Linked DNA regions of Danio rerio: all the other regions are linked to region 2. The links are chromatin contacts, called in public HiChIP or PLAC-seq and Micro-C maps. All regions are on one chromosome and are shown on one strand. The core of a region is the stretch at or near the end of the contact, and the rest is flanking DNA. Distances in the headings are between cores, read along the strand shown. Region 1 has its middle 54 kb from the start of tia1l. Region 2 holds the start of znf703 (zinc finger protein 703). Region 3 holds the start of dgcr8 (DGCR8 microprocessor complex subunit).

The links. A called contact is a pair of places that touch in the nucleus more often than the background predicts. HiChIP or PLAC-seq counts read pairs in DNA pulled down with a chosen protein or histone mark.
Region 1: a Micro-C map of caudal fin shows a contact between it and region 2, with 6 times the contacts expected there. The contact joins the enhancer-like site here to the promoter of znf703 in region 2. A contact is called at or near these places in 8 of 18 Hi-C or Micro-C datasets (caudal fin, embryo, hematopoietic stem cells and 1 more) and 3 of 4 datasets of contacts at active chromatin or transcription factors (caudal fin, embryo and gastrula embryo).
Region 3: an H3K4me3 HiChIP or PLAC-seq map of pancreas shows a contact between it and region 2, with 11 times the contacts expected there. The contact joins the promoter of dgcr8 here to the promoter of znf703 in region 2. A contact is called at or near these places in 2 of 18 Hi-C or Micro-C datasets (caudal fin and an unstated tissue) and 4 of 4 datasets of contacts at active chromatin or transcription factors (caudal fin, embryo, gastrula embryo and 1 more).

What each region holds. Positions count from the first base shown.
Region 1 is chr5:25,119,077-25,122,835 of GRCz12tu, forward strand. No RefSeq gene overlaps it. Among named protein-coding and RNA genes, the nearest start is that of tia1l, 54 kb to the right of the region's middle. Within about 2 kb of position 1,370, at least 24 of the 62 cell types and tissues checked have an H3K27ac peak or open chromatin away from gene starts, as enhancers often do.
Region 2 is chr5:24,989,586-24,992,938 of GRCz12tu, forward strand. It overlaps znf703 (zinc finger protein 703), which reads right to left and starts at 1,705. Exons shown (of 2, transcript NM_131822.1): 1 at 1,048-1,705; 2 at 1-293. The coding sequence starts at 1,305. All of the region lies in intron 3 of LOC141385810 (a long non-coding RNA gene), which reads left to right.
Region 3 is chr5:25,176,593-25,179,925 of GRCz12tu, forward strand. dgcr8 (DGCR8 microprocessor complex subunit) reads left to right here and starts at 1,414. Exons shown (of 14, transcript NM_001122749.1): 1 at 1,414-1,525; 2 at 2,266-3,265. The coding sequence starts at 2,576. mir1306 (microRNA mir-1306) reads left to right here and starts at 2,659; the gene lies at 2,659-2,727.

The DNA of each region.
Region 1 (3,759 bases), core at 120-2,619, 130 kb after region 2:
AACACACTCATCTTAACGAGCTGTTTTTAATTAAGGCCCACTGCATTAGCCATGATATGTTGCTTATCAGCAGTCTCCGTCATTATGCAAATATAATAAAGATCATCAAGCAGCATAGAAATTAATAACTGAAGTGGCTGCCAAGTTTTGTTTAATGAATCTAGCAGAGATTTTGTATCGCCTCGCCACACTCATGACAATGACGAGATTTATGTTAAAGGTGGTTCTGAGGGCAGATTTTGGACCAAGATCCAATGATGTTGGAAGTAACAACAGGTTTATTTAACAGGTTCATAATCCAGTCGCTTTGCTGAGTTTTAAAAACAAGATGCTAACATGCTAGTACCAGGATAACTGCTTTTTTGTACACAGAGGAGATTATCCAAAAGACATTTGGAAGATGCTTCAATCCAACCTGACAAATTCTAGCGATTTTATTAGTATGTATGTTTTCTTGGACTCAATCCCGTGACCTTGGCAATGCTAACTTCATGCTAACATCGTACTCACGCTTTTCTAACTTCACTCTGCTTAATTAAAATCTCCAGCAGTCACAAAAAGGCTCATTTTCTATCCATATAAGCAGTCGATTGACTGTAGGGTGAATATTAATCTACTTAAAATCATTTCCGTGTGGCTCAGGGTCTGTAATGTCCACAGTGAGCCGAGGATAGACATAGGGAACGAATTGAAAGCCGGAGAAAGTCCAGAGCTGGAATGAAAACCTGCCCTCAAGCTCAAACGGCGACTTAACACTGCTGAAAGACCTGACAGCACTGCGTAACTCAATATGCTACCATGAGTAAATGGAAAGGACGTGGAATTGCAAGAGAATAACCACAATACTTCCCTGGGAAAACGACGATTAATCCAGATCTTTCTCTCTCCCCCTTTTCTGCTGTACTTAGTTTATACTGTATACATTATTGGTTTTGTGTGTGCAGCACACCCTGCTTTGCTTCAAAGACTGTGTGTGTGTGGGAGGGAGGGAGGCGAGCAGGCGCCCCTCGCTGACCCCGTGGTCATTAATCTCTCTCCTTGTCAGGGTAATGGATGATGATGGACAAGCCAGTGTTTGCTACGTATCACTGCACACATACTCTAAAAAACACTCTTGGTGCCCCACTGACAGCTCCACACACACACGCACACTCAGTCATTCAGTAGTTGACAGTGTCTGAAGCAATCAGTCAGTGGCTTGATGCTAAATCTGCGCTCTGTGTGTGTGTGTGATGTTGAAGTGTGTGTGTTTGTGGAAGTGTGGTGTAGAGGTGAAGTGTTAGCAGTAAGCCCCCTTTTCTGTAATACAGCATGGTCATTGTATGGAGCTCTGCTAACTCACTGTGGCACATACAGACTAATGCTGATGCCTAGGCCTCAGTCGCTCCCTCTGCTGGTGGAGCAGGGCAGTTCAGCCTGTGGTGGACGCTCACTTTTGTCTACTACATCAGCATCTCTGTAAATTATCACATTGTGTAGTTTTGGAAAGAATTATTAGAAAATTACTTCAAAAGTTTTTGGAATATTTCACCCAAGTTTTAGCAACTAACTTTTTTTTACTTCAGCTGTACATTACAAACATCAAACATGCTCTTTGGGGATTCATAAACTGCAAGTAGCTGCATTTTAAGAATCAAATCAACATATACTGTACAAGAAAACTAAATTAAAACCTTTTAATGGTCTATTGGAGGATCAGTCAGCGCATGAACCAAACATTATTACCTTTAATCCTGTGGCTTTTTTGTGTTTTACTATTTGGACATGCTCTCCCTACATTTAAAGAGGTAGTTTACTCCAAATTACAAAGTCTGTTATCATTTACCCATGTGCCATTCTATGAGAAATTTGGGTAACACTTTATTTTTTTAGGTCCATTTGAGTATTAGTAGGCTGTCTTCTTAATATTTGTTGATACTGCTCCTTCAACAGACATTAAACTGACTATAAGAAACTTTGCAAGTACATGCCAACTTACACTAACCCCAACCCCAACCCCAACCTAACAGTCTATTCAGAATCTAATGAGAAGTACTTGGCATGTATATGCAATATAACTTAAATTCAACAAACAGACCATCAAAATAAAATGTGATGAAATTTGTTCATCTTCAGAGTCTTCAAACCATTGATTAAGAGATGAAGAGATTGGATCATTGTATAAGATGCAAAAATTTAGGCTTTTATTCTCATTAAAAAAGTAATCAGATTACAGTATTCAGTCAAGCAAACATAATCATGCTTGCTTAATGCATGAGAACCAATGAGGCTCATTCTTGCATTTCAAGCAGCAAATGAAAGAACCAGTAAGGTTTGTTCTCACGTCAAGAAGCAAGTATGGTTGAGCTTGTGTTTGTTTTAGTTTTCTTGCAAGTGATCATGAAATTTGGAATTCGTCTATATAATATAAAGCTGGGGTGACCAAACTCGGTCCCGGAGGGAGCTGAGTTTAGCTCCAACTTGCTTCATATCTAGCAAGAACTTGATTAGCTGGTTTAGATTAGATTAGATGTGTTTGATTAGATTTAGAGCTAAACTCTAGGACACCGGCCCTCTAGGACTGAGTTTGGACAGCCCTGATATAAATTTAAAAAAAATTAGTAAATTTATAATTAGTAAATTATAAATTAGTTAAAAAAAACTTTACTGACATGGCAATTATCAGTGTTGAGCACATTCCTTTAAAAAAGTAATTAGTTATAGTTACGAGTTACATCTCACAAATAGTAACTGAGGTACATAATTATAAAATTAACTAATTACCAGCGAAAGTAACTATTGCGTTACTGTCAGATGACCATAAAATCATTATAAACCATTGTATACTAATCCACACTATTTTAATTTTGTTATGGGACAATGTGGGAGACAATGGCAGCATGTCCTCAACTATATATCTAGATATAATTTGGTTGAATTCTGTCTGAGTAATAAGTGTTTGCGGTGGAGAAAAATGAAGTTTTATTTGCATTGACGTTGTGGCTTCATCTCCTGTAATGGTTGCAGAGCTCACATTATCACCTGCGTAGTTACTAATTTTGTGGGGGTATGTGATGACGTGAGGGGCTTCATTAGATTAGAATTACTTGTCACAGACGGAGAGAGACTCTTTTTTTCCTGGGCATAAGTTCCACAATACATCAACATTCTTGCCTTTCACCTCATCGAGGGAAAAGTAGTGCTCATATTTCCAGTTTGCAAACTCTACCTTTCAACTTGTTGGATTTGCCATCGTTCTGACTCCTGAATGTTGGTGTGTGCCACTGATGTGTGCGCAAACCCGCTCTACCTCTGATTGGTAAACAGTGGGAATGTACTCTATCTAAGCCAATCATCTGCGCCTTCTTGTTTCAGCAAACTTGCCTTCATCAGGGTAAAACTTATTACTATTATTATCAATAATAATATTAATTTATTAATCAATACATGTACATATTAGTTACTAAATTAGTTACTAAAATGACTAAACTACAATTAGTTTGATTTATTTGCTAGGTCATATAAATTTGTTAGATCAATTTATAAAATGACAATTCATACATGCACAGCACAATTCACATTTACAAAATCCAATTTATAAACTTGTAAACACACAGTTCGCGAAATCACAAGTAAAAATCTGCAATATTTTCACCAAATGAATTGGACTTTTTATTTGTGTTTTGGATTTACGAATGAGGTTTATGTATTTTTGAATCATGTTTTCAAAATTATGAATTGCATTAGCATATTTATGAACTGTGTTTTGAAATAAGGAAT
Region 2 (3,353 bases), core at 455-2,954:
GATGAAGAACTGCCATTTGGCACTCTGAACCCCGCTTTATCTGCTGAGCTGTTGATCCCAGCACCCTCCTTTCGGCATTCTGATCCAGTTTTAGAGTAAGGCTTAAAGCTGGACTTGTCATCTAGGTTCTGATGCTCCCCAGACTTCAGGCTAGAGCTGCTGGAGCGGCTGTCCTTGTCTCCATGGCTGCTGGAGGAGAGGGATCCCAGTTTAGAGGAGGGAGGAGGATCTGGCTTTCCGATCTGAGAGCAGGTCTGAGCCAGCAATGCTAGGGGACTCTTTTTAGCATCCAGCTATGGGAAAAAAAGAAGAAATTTTAAATGAATGATTTTGGTTTTCTTACCACCAACAAAATGACACTTCATTTATAGACCAATTTTTTGGCATGCCCTCAGTGATATGTCATATTTCAAGGAAGATGCAATAATTCTATTTACGCTTGGATTATTTATAAATGACATCATCATCATAAAAAACTCGCATGGATATTAAATTTTATTTTAAATGATGTTAATTTGCATGTCAAGGGTGAATTAAATCACTTGACATATTGTTGTAGTTTTTGCAGCACTCAAAGTGTGCCGAGCATGCAGAGTTTTATACAGGTTATTAAAAAGATTGCACAATTTACTTTTTTAAAGTTCCATTTGTGTGCCAAAAAAGCACGTAGATGCTGGAAGCTTTAACCACCTAAGAGCAGTAAAGGCGCACGTCAGTAGCGATTAAGGAAATGTGAAACCTTAAAATGTTGCCAGAGCACGGCCTCATCTAAATCCGGACTATTTCTTCAAACTGCCGCTGAATCGCTTTCAGGATCTTTCGGCTAAATCCGAATTACATATTAAAACGAGCCGCGCAACATGGAGCTTAGAGCTAAAAAACGTTGACGCAAAATATTGCGTGTACTACACGACTCGGGCACAAAATAAAGAGAACACCCTTTCGCTTTATAGAAACTAGGACAAACACGCAACTCTAACACATACAAATGTAATGTATATATTTTTACTTCGCAGAAGTAAGAAACAAATGGTTTAGAAGTCGTACCTCAATGCTCACGGGCGCCGAGCTGAGCGGCTGGAGATACTCTGGGTGAAGTATGTGACTTGTGTGAGCGGTCAACATTTTGAGAATCCGTATAGGCAGCCTTTTCTCCTGACGCGCGGGATCACGGTACGGCAGTGAGGCGATCGAGTCGACCTGGAGTCCTAAACAAGTGGGCGAACTATCGTTGGTAATGTAATGACTTTTAAAGGTCTGCTGGTTCCGTGGACTGACTGCAAATCCAGGAGGCAGTTCGCTCATCTGGATCGGGGCGGATCAGAGACCTGTCGAGGGCAGCGACGGGGCGGGTGTTCAGTTTTCATTTAGAGATATCCAGTGTTTTCAGTATAGAGCCAAACGACATTATATCCCGTGAAATATCCAGTTGAAACATCAGCTCTGCCTGTAGTCCAGAGAAAGAGAGCTGTTACAGTGTCTATGAAGAAGAACGTACACTCCGTCTCCACATCGTTCCGTCACCGAATCGGTGTTGCTCGAAACCCCAGCAGGATCGCGAGTCCTTTACGCGCAAACGACGACTTGACAAATATGAGAAGTATTGTGTACTTGTCTTAAAATAAAAAGAAACAAACAACAAGGCAGAATATCGTGTCAAATAATGGCATTCCGTTGGTCCGTGCGCTCTCCGGTGTGTGTTCACTACACCCTCCGTACGCATATACACTGTGCTCGTACGGGAGATCTGAGGGAGAACTTCAAAGCGCTCAGCCGCCGTCCAATCACATGCATCTGCATCGGTAATAAGTGGGTAGGCACAACAGAGGCGGAGACTGTCCTCCTCTTTCCTCTGACTCGCTCCGGACCCGCTGGCCAAGTGTTTGATCGTTGTATGTCAAAACACGCAAAGGCTGTGGCATGCCGGTTTACCATTTATTTGATATATTATTGCCATTTTTTACTGGTATTTATTTTGTAGTTTTACATTTAAATACTACTGCTGAATGTAAACACTTATAGTTATAATAAAAACTATAGTATAATCAATAGTATCTTGTTTGTTTTCACAATCTATTGCAATCTTCAACTCTATTATACTTTACACTGTTTATTTGTTTGCTAATAGGCATGGGCTGGTATAAGATTCTAATGGTCATGATAACACTAATGGTCACGATAACAAAGGTTTCACGGTGACGTTATTGTGATTACTGCTCTAAAATATGTTCTGTGAAAAATACCAACAACTTTTTATTCCTTGAACACAATATATTTTATTTTACCAACATTTAAAATGTTTTAGAATTGTAAACATGTCAAGCTAAATAATTAAAATGAATCATTAACTTCTGCTATTTATTAGTTAACACAACACAGATTTCTTTACAACCTGAAAAGGCATCTTTGGATATCTGTCTTTACTTTGAGTATGAAGTAAGTAAGCCACTGCACTGTTCAGATGCTGGATGTTGGTTTATAAGCAATTTGTATCTCAGCTGTTTGCTGAATCATGTGCTGACTAGTAGCTTTTGATTTGGAGGATCCTTTTTTGCTGAAGCTACTGCTGCCCTTAAAAAACTAAATAACTGTAAAACATGTAAAAAAAACACTTAAGGAAAGGTATAACAGATTTTTTGTTTGCGGTTTTAAAACCTTGACTTTTCCAAACTGCGGTAAAGGGTTATTATCCCATGCCTATTTGCTACTATTTTTGCCTGCTATTATTATTATTTTTAAATTTTTTTTGTCGATCCAATCATGAGTTGACATTGCTAAATCTGAAATGTTGTGAGCTTGTCCACTTTCAGCCACTTTCAAAGGCAGTTGAAAACACATTAGACAGGATTGCTTTCAAAGTGTAAATGCTCATGTGGTCGAATGCGCTCAGAGAGCTGCACACAAACAAAAATAAAACCTAATTTATAAACATTAGTGCTTTTGAAGTGCACTGGCCAGACAAGATTTCAATTAAATCATCTGAAATCACAAGTCTGGTTTGAAATTTAGAAAGCACAATGATTTATCATCAATGCATTAAAGCTATTTTTATAGCGTTTTTCATCTATAATACAAAATACCCCTCATCATACTACATTAATTAGTGAAAAATGTATTTCTAATTAAATATGTGTTTTACACTTAAACATAATTTGTCCATTACGATGATAACTGTGCAAGTAGATGGTTGTATTAAAAAGGGGAAAGCAGAGATTGTGGTAGCAGTTCTTTTTTTAGGTCAAACAAGTCAAATGATACTGAGCAATGCATTCATACATAATAACAGCATGCCTATGTGTGCGCCTCCAGTTCTGGAATGTTAATAACTTTATTACATTATCCCATGTTACTTT
Region 3 (3,333 bases), core at 164-2,663, 190 kb after region 2:
TGAAACAGATTTGAATGTAACAGTATCTCCACATGTGCCCATATGCTTTCTGCAGTATAAACAAGACACAAATGAAAGGCAAACGTGAACTTTTTGAGAAACAGAGGAGGGTGACAGAATTTGATTACCCGTTTGCTGCCTCGTCTGATTAACCCTTGTGTATGTTCATAGCACAATACTTTCAAGAATATATACAAGTGCAGATGTGCTTGATTTATTTATTTTTTAAGTACCATTCATACAAGTAGATGTTGGGGCGTTGTAATTGCAAGTGTTAAATATTACAATAATTCACACACACATACAAATCAGCTTGCCTTGTATAATCTGCATTCAGATACTATTGGTGACTAATACACCCCTGCATATTTGTAACTTTTGGTAGACAAAATTATTGTATGACATTTTACATATACGATCAGTTTTGGGCAGCGATGCCCAAACTCAATCCTGAAGGGCCGGTGTCTTGCAGATTTTAGCTTCATCCACAATTAGACACACCGGAACCAACTAATCAAGCTTTTACCAGGTATTCTAAAAAGCTTCTGGCAAGAGCAAGTTGAAGCTAAATTCTACAGGACTTTGGCCCTCCAGAACTTAATTTGGGCAGCCCTGGTGTAAAGTACCTTATTGGACACTTTTAATGCTTCCAAACTGTTTGCTGTGTGTCTTAAGGTAGTTCAGTATGATGGGATTTACTTTCTATGTAGGCTACGGTTTGATTGGACGGAATTTTCTAATTCCCATAGATAGGAAAAAATAGAGTAGTGACTGCAGGTTGAAGGAAGTAGTGGAGTAAAACACACACAGCACTAATGTACTCAAGGGAAGGTACACATTGTTAAAACTATGTAGTAAATTACTAATCCTGAGAAAAAAAACTACTCAGAGTAATTTGAGTATTTGTAATCTGTTACTTTACACACTGTATACGACATATATTTTATATTTGAAATCCAAACACGAAATTGTATATCTTTTATACAGTGTATCACATAGGCTACATAATTTGCATATTAGATTTGAATAGGACATTAGTAAATCAACAGATTCATTGGAAAGATTCGACTCAACGACTCGTCAACAAAGTTTGGCATGTTTGAAAAACTTGTTACACGTGTATTCATGTTTTAACAACTACATAATGACATAAAATTACACTCGAGTGTGCTCTCACATTCACAAAATTCATTCTTACACACTTGATAAATGCAATTTTGTGAGTGTTGGGTAATGCACGGGTGTAGTATTTATTTCATTTCCCCAATAATCACACAAATAGTATCAAGACTTCCTAAATTGCAATTCAGCGACATCGGAAGCAAGTTTCTTCAGTAAATATGAATCAAGCCGATTGGGCCAATCACATGTGCGTGGGCGCCGGTTGAGAGGCGTGTTCAGAAAGATCTGATGCTGCTCAGCTCTGCAGTGAAGATGGCGGAGAGAAGACACGGCCATCTGAAGCCAATCAGCAGAAAATGCCTATGATTGCATGCTGGCTTCAGTAGACGCGTTGTCTAATTGGGTAAGTAAAAGAAAATCGTTTGCTCAAACATCAGTGATATTTTCTCCTGCCGACGTTAATCTTTATCGCGCATGCTTTGGTCGAAAAGGTTCGGTTGGCGTGTACGATTCATTCTTATACCGTATAAGGACTCACTAATCGAGTCTTCGACTGGTTTCTGCCGAACAAAATAAAAAGCTTGAACAAACCTGGTTTAATAGCCGAGCAATGTGACGTTAAATTGTAGTTTTTAATGTCGTGAGGAATTGCAGCCATTTTGTTTAGCTTCGCTTAGCCGACAATTTAGCAAGGGCCTTTGGGGCTTCAGCTTGTTATGATGCGTTTTAAATACAGTGTTTATTTTTTAGGCTGTCATGTAGCTACATCACACTACAGTATAGCAAATAAATACACAGTTAATATGAGGTAATGCCACTTCGTTATGCGTTGTGATGAGTTAAACGTTGAAAATGCAGAGTTTTGCACTCTTAATTTGCTCTTCCAATATAAAATTAGCATTTAAGACCTGGAAATGTTTTATTTTGTTTGTAATTAGAGCTAAAATGCACCATAAATGCATGGCTTGATTTTATTTTTAAACTAAATGCATCTTCCTCAGTGTTTCTGTGTTCTTTAAATTATCGTTTGCATTTACTTAATTTCAAAACCTAAAGAAACTATTCATTACAAGTCAGTTTTAATGTGCCATAAAACTTTTTCCCAATGTCTCTTGATTTTTCTTTTTCCTTTCTCTTTTTCAGTACTGACAGAAGATCTGGCCTCCTGGGATGGACAGTGCTTAGATATGGGAACCATTTAAGCTGAATGCATTGTGATTTCCAATAATTGAGACAGTAATTTCTAAAAAGCTGTCTACATTAATGAAAAGAACAATGTAGTCAGCTTAGCATATTCAACCATGTACATGACTATTACTAAATAGGAGTTTCAAGCTTTATAATGTATACATGCATGTGTTAGGGCTGCAATTGTTTTAGTTAAATCGGGCACATCTCTCCCCAATTGTGTTCTTGTATCAGTTTTAGCATAGCTATTTTTAAGAAATTAAATATGGATGTAAATGAGATTTTACCTCCCCTCCCATTGGAGCCACCTGACGCAGTATTGGCGGGGAATGATTACAGTAAAGCACCTCCACCACCTCCCCTGCAAACGTCCAGTGACGCAGAGGAAATGGACGTTAGCTCTGGTGGTGATGGACACCAACACACCCCAGCAGTGGACAGGGACGAACAGCTTCTCCTCAACAAACGCACATTGTCTGTTAGTAGCCGCCCATCAGATAGTACTGACCCCATGACTACTTGCCCTAGAACCGCTCGCCATGCTCCCCCTGTTACCAAGTTTTTACCTGATCTCAAACTCCTCAGAGACGTAAAGATCAGTGTCAGCTTTTCGGACAGCAGTAAGAGCAAAGACAGGAAGGTGTTGTACACTGGTTTTGGGCAGGTTAGCGATGAAGATCAGAGCCTAGAGAGCATAAACGGAGAATTGCATGATTCTGTAATGATGAGAAGCGTGCCTGGCAGTTCAGCTATGAGCACTGGCTTCATGGGTTTAGCTAGAACTAGAGAAGAGCTGGAGGCAGAGCAGGAGAACAAGGTTGAGTTCGCTGTGCTGGATGACCTGGAAGATTTCAGCGAGAACTTTCTGGAAGATGGAGAGCCAAGTGCTTTCAGGTCTCAGATGATAGTTCAGCAGGAGCAAGTGCACGAGGAGGACCTGAGTTACTCCTATGAGGTAAAATGCATGGTTTGTTACGATTATAATTTCCTCTTTGTTAAAGGGATGGTTCATCCAGCAATTAG